3 separate regions of the Mus musculus genome follow, and regions 2 and 3 are each linked to region 1. A link is a contact called in public HiChIP or PLAC-seq data. All regions are on one chromosome and are shown on one strand. The core of a region is the stretch at or near the end of the contact, and the rest is flanking DNA. Distances in the headings are between cores, read along the strand shown.

Region 1 (3,301 bases), core at 342-2,841:
AGAACGGTGGGTGGCTCCTGGCCACTTCCCTGTTTGGGCCTGGGGTATCAGTGGAAGGTTTAGGAGTACCCACCCAGCCTTTGAGGTATCCAAAGCATTTAAAGTTAGCTAGTGTGTGTGTGTGTGTGTGTGTGTGTGTGTGTGTGTGTGTGTGTGTGTGTGTGTGTTTTCCATTTGCAAATCCAGATAGCCCCTGAGTGGATGCATGCATGCCACCCACCAGGAGCACAAACCGGTGTAGCATAAAACTCACCACTACAAGGTTATATGTTTGTATGTACATATGTGTAACATGCTTAGGGATGCTAGAGATTGAAGTCAGGTGTCCTCCTCACTCACTCTCCACCTCATTCACCTTATTGTTTGAGGCAGGGTTTCTTGCTGAACCACAGCTTCTTGACTAGAAAGGAATGGAAGGGAGGGCCTTTTGCCCATCTGAAGGACCTGCTTCTCCAAGTTCTCTGAGTTGACTTCATAATTTGTTCCGCCTTTGCTCGCCTGCCACTCTCCTGTACATGCACGCACAGAATCGCATACGCACACACGCATGCACACACACATGCACACGTGTGCACATACATAGCAAAACACCAGTTTGTCTAGACTAGTTGGCTAGCAAGCTCCAGAGATCAGTGTCCACATATAGTCACCACTGGATTGCATCACACATGGCTACAGCTGGATGAGAAGTTGATGCAGGGGTCCAAAGCTGGGTCTCTATGCTTGAGGCATTTCCCCAGCCAACCCTTTTGCTTTTTAAAAATGTCTTCCCTAGTATGTTGTTCACATAATAATCTTATTTTCTTGTAAATATATAACCCCATATCCTTGTAGAAAATCCAGAAAAAAAAAAAGTATAATCCCACCATGTTTTTCAAAGTCAAGACTACTTAAAAAAAAAAAAAAACTTATACATTGCAATCTTATTTTTCCAGTTAGTCATCTGTTGTATGTCTGTGAATTGTCCATCAACAGAATATTTTTAAAAAACATGCAGGGTTCACGTGAGTATATGTGCTGTCCTTGGATGCCTGACTAATATCTTCAGTTGCTTTTATGTATGCACATGGTTCCCTGGGGTAATGTTCTAGGAGTACATTGCTAGTACAAAACAACAAAAAAGTAACATTTATAAAGCACTTGTTAGGCCAAACTGTGTCCTTTATCAAGACTCTCCAATAATCCAATCCCCTAAGAATTACAGGCCATACTAAATAGTGTTACCATCTTATATTTGGGCTCAAAGAGTTGCTGACTCGTTAAAGCCCTAACTATTGTATGTGACAGGCCTCTTATACACTAATGCTAGGGCTATAGCGTTCATATTCCAGCTTGTTCTCCAGTACAGCGGCTGAACTGCTTCACACACCCATACCCTGTCATTTAATGCAGTGTAATATGTAGTCATTGTGTTCTTGTTCTATTTTTCCTGATGCTGTCTTCCAGGGCTATTGCCATATGCTTCTCTGGCTTGGGTTTCATTCACACCAAGTGTGTGTGCGCGAGTGTGTGTGTGTTTTACCCTGTGTATACCACAGCTTCCTCAGAGCATCTGCAGCCTTCCTCCTTCTCATCAAGACTTTCCGTTTCCTGTTCTTCCCACTTCTTGTTCACCCATCTGTTCAAGCAAGACTGGGCGCCTTTCCTGTCTCTAGCTGCTATTCTTGGCTGGTTCCTGCTGCTGCTGTCAGTGTTGGCTCCCATGTCTGCTTATCTTGTGATCTGAGGACACTCTTAGAAGCTGAGCAGAGCCCACCCCAGGACCCTTCTCGCCCTGTTTTGCTGCAAAACTGACAGTCACTCTTGTCCATAAGTGACCCTCAAACATGGTCTCCATTAGGGACAGTGGGAACAGCAGACTATGTGTCAGACCCTAGCATCTCACACATTACTGGAAGGAAGAATGTGAGAGAGGGGTTTCTGCCCATCTGAAGATCCTGCTCCTCTCAGTTCTCTGACTTGACTTCATTACTGGTTTTTCCTTTGCTCACCTGCCACTCTCCTGTACATGCACACAGACACTTGCATACACACACACACAAAACTTTGTTGACTGGATCCTTGTTTCCTGGAACATGCTTTTCTATCATTGCTTCTGATTCCTCCTCCTTCAGTACCTTCAGAATTCTAGAAAACATGCTCTCATTTCCATGCATCCTCCTGCATCTTCTCCAGAGCTTCCTACTCCTTTCTTGGCTTTAAGAACGTACAGACTGTATCTTCCTCTAAACTCATAGAGGCCAGGAGCCCACATCTCAACTGTTATTGTATTTTCTGCATGGCTTAACACAATGTAAATGAATGTATTTATTAATCAAGTTGATAAGGAAGTAAATAATAAATCATAAAACCTTATACTATTTAAAAAATATCAAAAAGGTACTGAAGGTATATAACTAACACCTGAAAGATGTATTTTATAAACAACCAAATTGCATAATATTCAGCCAACTTAATGCCCCTGTAGAAATGCCTTTCTTCTTTTAAATAAGGTCTCACCATGTAGTGCAGGCTGATCTTCAACTGCCAGCAATCTTCCTGCCTCACCCTTACAAGCAGTGGATTTGAAATGTACTACAATGATAAACCATTTCTAAACATTTTAGAAAGGAAATAGTTTAGTGAACCACTAGAAGTTAGTATCTCCATTACAGTTGGTAAATGTGCATTAAATCTTTGCTAGGAAAGCGTAGAACATGAATGTGAGTCCATCTAGGGAAGACATGGGCGAGCAGCCAAGGGATCTGGTTCTTGGTTGGCTGCCTAACCTGGAGCATATACTCCCAGAGAATATGGCTGACAGGAATATCTGTCAGTAAATGAGAGGATCTGCCACACAGGTTTGTTGTGAAGAGTAAATGGATCCATACATGAAAAGCTCATTGTGAGGGTCTATATACGCTCAGCCCATGGAGTGGCACTGTTAGCAGGTGTTCTCCGTGGTGGAGTAGGTGTGGTGTCACTGTGGGCGTGGACTTTAAGACCCTGATCTTAGCTGCTGGAAGCCAGTATTCTGCTAGCAGCCTTCAGATGAAGATGTAGAACTCTCAGCTCCTCCTGCACCATGCCTGCCTGGATGCTGCCACACTCCCACCTTGATGATAATGGACTGAACCTCTGAACCTGCAAGCCAGCCCTAATTAACTGTTGTCCTTGTAAGAGTTGCCTTTTTATCTGTTCACAGCAGTAAAACCCTAAGACACTCATTGTCCAGTTTATTTAATATCACTCTCCAAAAAGTTAGATGCTAGCTTTTTTTCTTTTCTAGTAAAGTATCCCCTGCCCTCTAACTCTTACCTAT
Region 2 (3,301 bases), core at 468-2,967, 790 kb after region 1:
GTTTGTGATTATTATGGAGCCATTAACCTTGGTAGGGAGAACATTCTCAAAAAAGAGGAACATGAAGTAAATCATGTGCTTTATTATGCAAACAAGCCTTATGACTAGATTACCTATCAGCACTCAAGGAGACCCACATCATGCTGTCTCTGCCCCAGGGGTGGGAACTGTATCACATCATCACTTCGGCGGTCATGCCAAATCCGGCAGGCACCCACACAAAAAACAATACATGTGGACCCTTCCTTCACATTCTGTATAAAAGTTAAGTAAAAATGGATCACCCATGTTGACATTTGGCCTCCACAAACGTGCTCTCGTGTACAGCACATAGGCAAACACATACAAACAGTCCCCAAAACATGAGCATCAATTGATGATCACAGCAGCTCAAAAGTAAAACTAAATATCTATATGGACAAACAAAAATATAGTGTATCCATACAGTGCAATAAAGAAATGATACATGCTGCAACCCTGAAAACACTGGAGTCATCTTAAGTTAAAGAAACCACAACGATGGCATATACTTCATGACTTTATTTATATGAAATATTCAAAATGGACAAAACTTTAAAGGTATAAAAAGGAGGATGGAAAATGGATGGTAACCTACAGGGGTTCTTTGTGGGATGATGAACCTGTCATAGAGTTGGACTATGCTGTTGCTGAGATATAGCTCAGTTGATAGAGTGCTTGCCCAGAAAACATGAAACCCTGGGTTTCATCCCTTGCACTGCATGTAACCAGCTGTGGAGGCATAGCCTATGCTTCTAGCAACTGGAAAGGTAGATCCCCAGGTAGCAGGAGTTCAAGGTCATTATAATGAATATATATGCATATATATAATATGAATAATATATACTAATGTAATTATATATTAATTATTTAATATAATATAAGCTATATCTTATATTTACATTTGCATTTATATAAACAAAAATTTATATAAATATGCAATTATAACTTTTAATTATAGTAATTAAAATATATTTATAATAATTATTATGATATACTATAACAAATTATGTTAAAATGTTATATATAATTATAATAATATTATACATAGTATATTTAATATAATAATAATAAGCAATAATAATTTAAATCCTCTGAGATAGAAAATGCTCCTTGACTCTTTTCCATGAAATCTTTAGCTTGTCTTTCATTTTAAATTAAATAAGGTAAAAAAAAAATATATATATATATAGGCTGTAGTTCAACTACATTAACATAGTTGTTGTATGCTATCAGTGAGGAGGTTCACAGAGTCTCCACTATTTCCATGTGTAGCTATTTCTGCTGCTTCATCTCCTTAGCTGCAGTGCCCTCTGCTGCTTAATGCTGATAGAGATCTTCTGCTTCTGGAGAGCCACCTTCAGAAAAAAACCGAGGCACAGAAAAATTCATGAATTAAAAGCACCATGTTAATTTAAGAAAACATTCATAACTCACACATCTTGAAAAATACCTATCCAGGAAAGAACTGATCTTAAACACACAACTTCATAGCATCCTTTGCAGGATTAGCACTCTGGAGGCTACTGTGTACATTCCAGACTGAGGGGCTAGGTGTGTAGTACAACAACGTATCCCTGTCCGTCATTAACATACCAGGGACCAGTCCAGCGATGCAGCACCAGTGCCCAGCACATAGTGGACCAGCAGTGATGCCACACTCTGTGTCCTGATCTCTCATCCTGCTCTAATGTGCAAAGGCCACAGGAAGCACCTGCCTACTGTGGGCAGTGCCGTTGAGCTTGTGGGAGACACACCCTACTTCCTGCCCTCAATAATCTCGTCCAGTCAGGGCGAACGTTATCAATGAAATTAAAGTCTATGTTAAAATCTCCTCGGAGTAGGGAGATGGGCAAAGGAAACAGCCAATCCTACCAGAAGTGGAGCTTAAAACTGGGCTTGAACGGATGGATCATGGGGTGGGGGAGGAAGTCTGAGTGAAGAGCCAGGGAACTCAGCGCTGCTTAGGTGTGATCAAGGGAAAGGGCCCCAGTTCATGGTTGTGGATGTCGGACACTGTGGACAAGGGCAGGGGTGATTATTCTCTTTCCATATCGCTCTTAGGCTTCTCTTCAGACAGTGGAGCATTGTACATGTTCACTCACCACTCAAACGCTGGCTGCTGCCCTTCCAAGCAACAGCTTCGTAAGCCCATATATGCATCTGAGCCGGAGCCGGAGCCAGAGCCGGAGCTGGAGCCACGCCCAAAGCCATGAAGCCTCCTTGCCCACAACAATGGAACCACCACGGGAGACAGGCAGGAGTGCCACACCAGAATATAGCAGCCACACAGACATGTCGCTAGCGTGCCCTTCTCACTCTCAAGGAAGAAGGAGGAATTCTGAAAAGGCCAAAAGCAGGCCTTACCAAGAAGCTAGTTGATAATCAGTGGGTCTCTGGCTGAGAATAGCCTGGGAACTTAACCTTGGTCACAGGAGAAGTAGTAGGGAAGTGACTAAGATTGCTTCTGGGTGGCTCCTATACAGAAGCATGTCACACCCGGGGCACATCTCTAACCTATGCTGAAGGATTCTTTTGGGGGGTTGGTGGTAAGAGGCCCACCTGTGTCCATTGTAATTCATACATGTACTTAGAGTTGGGTCCCAGAGTCTGGCGAGTGTGAGAGGGTGTACCAGCCAAGACTCCACAGTTGTGTGGCCTTGGCTGAGCACAGCGGTGATGCCTGTCTTTCCTTGCACCAGCTCTTCATCCCCAGTCCTGAATACTTTCTGCCAGCAATCATAGTCAACCTCTTTAATGCCTCAAGTGCCATTGCCAAGCTGGAGACCTGAGAGACCTAGAACACAGAGCCACCCTGACAAAGAATGGAAAAGAATGTGGCGACCTAACTAAACGGCTACTCTGTAACCCATAAGGCTAGATGTTGGCATGAACCCACAGCCCACAGCCTAGAGTAAGTCAGTGGTAAGGGTGCAGTCATTCGAGGGAAGAGCCCAGCGTCAGGGGTAAGTGCAGACTCACACTGCTCACCCGAGAAAGGGGCACGCTGTGATGCCTGCCGCCCACGTCTGTCAGGAGCATAGTAAGGCAGCCTTAAACCACTCACTGGGCTGGGGGAGATCACTCCAGCTCTGAATGCTTTTATTTTGACATTTACTGTTGCGCCTCTCATTTCTAATTGTGCTCACAGGTCACTGCAGCCTGCAAGAGATTAGCACTTGTGGACCACAGTGGTGTCAGCATTAAAACCAACACCCAGGCCTTTTAGATCCAGGAGACTGATAGTTCACCTCTGGGATGAACTCAAGTGTAAGGCACAGAG
Region 3 (3,301 bases), core at 257-2,756, 520 kb after region 1:
GGACTCCCTCTCAGGAATTTGAGCTGGCGGGTAGAGGGAGCAGTCTGCATATACTAGAAGCCATTTTTGTCCTCACTTCCTCTTCTGAACTTTTCTGAAAAAGCTCTCCCAGGAAATCATCTCTAGAATCCCAGCAGGTCGGAGAGGGAGTCAGAGGCTGTGGGAAATGGCAAAGCTACAGACCTGTTTGTGTTGGAAAGATGTAGGATTTTGAGGTCTCTGAGAAGCAAGCTCCATCTTTTTGCCTCACCCAAAAGGCATCTTCTTGTAGGAATGAAGGCCCATTGGGAAATATTCTTGCAGGTGGCCCCATCATTCAAGGATCACTGCTTCTGAGCTTCCATATTTGTCTCTGGGTTTTCAGAACTTGTCTCTGAGTTTTCAGGCAGGACCACTGTGTGGTCCACAGCAATTCCTTGACAAGTGCCCACAGGCACCTTAATGGCATTGTAATGGCTCCACTTGCTGCTTGAGTGGTTTTCAGTATACCCTCTAGCTGCTGTTTTCCTGGGGAGACTAGCTGGGGACTTGGTGAGTCACTTCTTGGCTGTCTGACATAGCAACTGTCCACCCGTGTCTCGGAGACAGCCTCTAGATCTTTGCCCAGGGAACCCTCTGGGATCCTGTACAGATCTCTCAGAGATCTTCCTGCAATGTTTGTCAGATCCTTGCAAAGGTCCTTCCAAATCTGGAATATGGCTGGACCCATTGATGAGACAGGCGCTCCTGTGGAGGCTCCTGGGTGGCTTTTATCTGCCAGTGTTGAGGAAGATGGAGCTTCAGGATTAACTTCTGCATGACCCATCTCTGGGAGTTGGTTCTCAGACTTTACCAGATGATATCTGGATCTTGTAGGGCCAGTGGCCCTGGTTGTTGGCCTTTGTGCTTGGATGAGAAGGTGTTCAGGGCCTTGGAACTCAGGAACCATCCAGCTCTGAGGTGTGACAGTGTCCCAAGGGAAGGGTTTCTGGAGACACGGGGGCCCAGGAACCACACATCTTTGAGAGGAAGTCTCCTTCCTCATTGGAGGCTTCCCAGCTCCAGGGAAGGATGTCCCCAGCTGAGCTCAGGAGCCTCAAGCCTACTCCTTCTCTTCCTTTCTTGTCTTCATTGCTTCTTGTCTTCTTCCAATGAGAGAAGAACATGACAGCAGAGCTCATGAAAGGCATTCATTGGTGTGTCCACAGTATGGAAGAATGCATCCTGGAATATTAGTGCCTATGGTTTCAGGAGAGTGCAGAGAGCACTTGCTAATTGGACAAAGTCCAGTGCTTGTATAGGTGTTCTTAGGGCATGGACCTTTCTAGAGTAAGATTTCCAGAGTGAGGATGGCTGGCATCTCAATTTCTGAGCCTGAGGGAGCTCAGGGATTGGTGAGTTTACCTGTTCAGGGATTGGTGGGTTTTGATGTCCAGGGATAGGTGAGTTTCTGTGGGAAGTTCAGGGTTTGGTGGATTTTCCTATTCAGGAATTGGTGGCTTTTATTCAGGCTTTTCACCTAGAATTAGCATAACGTGGGTGGGGCCTGTTGACATGCTGGAGATGACCCTTCTGACAGTTATGACAGTTAGTGGGGTTCTGGGGGAGGGGCCTGGCTGCTGGAGAGCCTCAGTCTCAGCCAGGACCATTTTCTGAGTTGAGGTTTACAAACTTTATAAAGTGTACAGAGTTTACAAAATATATAGAGTTTGCAAAGGGAGTCCAGGGCAGGAAAGCCATTCCTGGCACTTGAGTGGCCTGCATATCTAACCCAGGTGTTGTCATGAACCCCTTTTTAAAGTGTTGTTCCAGCTGCTCTCAGAGCTCTGGGTAATCTTGACAACATTCCCTTCTCTTGACAAGAAAGAACACCTGTCCTGGAAAGATGATTTGCTGGTAGAGGACACAGTCTTGAAGCTAGATTCTGAGGACCTGGAGGCAGGGATATCTGCAGCCAGCAGGACCTTGGAGGCACCGTCTTGAACAAACACACTAGTGGTACAGTCCTACCACTGACATTGGTAGCTGAGTCACAGTGAGCTGTGCACAGACCTACATCTTCTAGATCCTGGAGAATCGTTCTAGAATTGGACTACCCTTTGCAGGAAGTCTAAATCTCTCAGATGTCCCTTGCTAATTTGAGAGCTTGCCATCTCCCTGGCTTCCATGTTGAGTGCCCAGTCACAGGGCTCCTGCTGCTTTGCTTCCTCCAGTCCCCAGTACCTCTACTACTTGGTGACTGGGATACCATGCTGCTCTCCCAAACTGACAGCCCACGGCAGAGATCTCCAAAGGCCACACCCTCTCGCTCCTGGGTCTTATACACACCCTTGGCTTTGGCAAACAGGACGATGAGACCACATTTGCTGGCAATTGGCAGCTGAAGGACGACACCCTGAAAGAAGATGTGTTGTCTGTTCCACCACGGTCCCCACAGTTCCACATCATCTCTCCAGCTTTAAGGAGACCCCACCTTCCCTGCTGTGGCTTTCCAAAGCATCCAGAAGCACGCTTGCCGGCCCAGGAGTGTCCCAAATGGTGGGATAAAGTAGAGGAAGCATTTTAGCGCTTCTTACTGCTACATCAGTAATTCTTGACACCCAACCCCCTTTCAGATTCTCTCTTCCTCCTCCCTCTCAGCAACACACAAGGAAGGCGTGTGTCTCAGCTGGCAGGCTGCTTGCACAATACACACCGGAAGCTCTGGGTTCCACCCCAGCACCTTGTACAGAAGAGTGTGGTGGAGCACACCTATGTGGTCCCAGTCCTGGAGGCAGAAGGGTCAGAAGTTCAAGGTCAGTTTCAGCTATACAAGGATTTCAAAGTCAGCCTGGGTTACTAAGATCCTACCTTTAAAAAAAAATCAAATAAAAAAATACATGACAGTCACGATGGTTCACAGGGTGACCATGCTTGCCTCAAGTCAAGTGACCTGATCTCTGGGACCCAAGTGGGGGAAGGGGAGAACCAACTCTAACAAGGCGTCTTCTAACATCCACGAGTTGTCCTACACACACACACACACACACACACACACACACACACAGCGGATGTTTAAAAGTAAAGCATTAGAAATTCCATTTAGCGGAGGAGTCTGCCTTTGAGAGTGGGTGACCCTTCAGCACCAGGTTAGCATCCTACAACTTGAGGCTGGTATCTCACTCATCCCGCAGGAGGCAGCCCGGGAGGATGCAACAACGCTGTGTAATCTACCTCATCCCCGTTAGGTGGCGCCGTAAGCCAACAAAGCTGCCCAGCTCAAGCCAACAAAGATGTCCAGGACAATGCCTCTGAAAATCGGTTTTCTTCCATTATTACAGGC

What was found. HiChIP or PLAC-seq counts read pairs in DNA pulled down with a chosen protein or histone mark.
Region 2: an H3K27ac HiChIP or PLAC-seq map of large pre-B cells shows a contact between it and region 1, with 7 times the contacts expected there. The contact joins two enhancer-like sites. A contact is called at or near these places in 1 of 484 Hi-C or Micro-C datasets (bone marrow-derived macrophages) and 2 of 115 datasets of contacts at active chromatin or transcription factors (cardiomyocytes and large pre-B cells).
Region 3: an H3K27ac HiChIP or PLAC-seq map of large pre-B cells shows a contact between it and region 1, with 4 times the contacts expected there. The contact joins the promoter of AY702103 here to the enhancer-like site in region 1. A contact is called at or near these places in 3 of 39 promoter capture datasets (the 3T3-L1 cell line, liver and neutrophils), 1 of 115 datasets of contacts at active chromatin or transcription factors (large pre-B cells) and 1 of 9 other capture datasets (embryonic stem cells).

What each region holds. Positions count from the first base shown.
Region 1 is chr17:50,761,906-50,765,206 of GRCm38.p6, reverse strand. All of the region lies in intron 18 of Tbc1d5 (TBC1 domain family, member 5), which reads left to right. Among named protein-coding and RNA genes, the nearest start is that of Gm41598, 27 kb to the left of the region's middle. Within about 2 kb of position 1,591, at least 73 of the 459 cell types and tissues checked have an H3K27ac peak or open chromatin away from gene starts, as enhancers often do.
Region 2 is chr17:49,967,042-49,970,342 of GRCm38.p6, reverse strand. No RefSeq gene overlaps it. Among named protein-coding and RNA genes, the nearest start is that of Gm52302, 66 kb to the left of the region's middle. Within about 2 kb of position 1,717, at least 40 of the 459 cell types and tissues checked have an H3K27ac peak or open chromatin away from gene starts, as enhancers often do.
Region 3 is chr17:50,237,413-50,240,713 of GRCm38.p6, reverse strand. AY702103 (cDNA sequence AY702103) reads right to left here and starts at 1,506. Exons shown (of 2, transcript NR_131975.1): 1 at 1-1,506.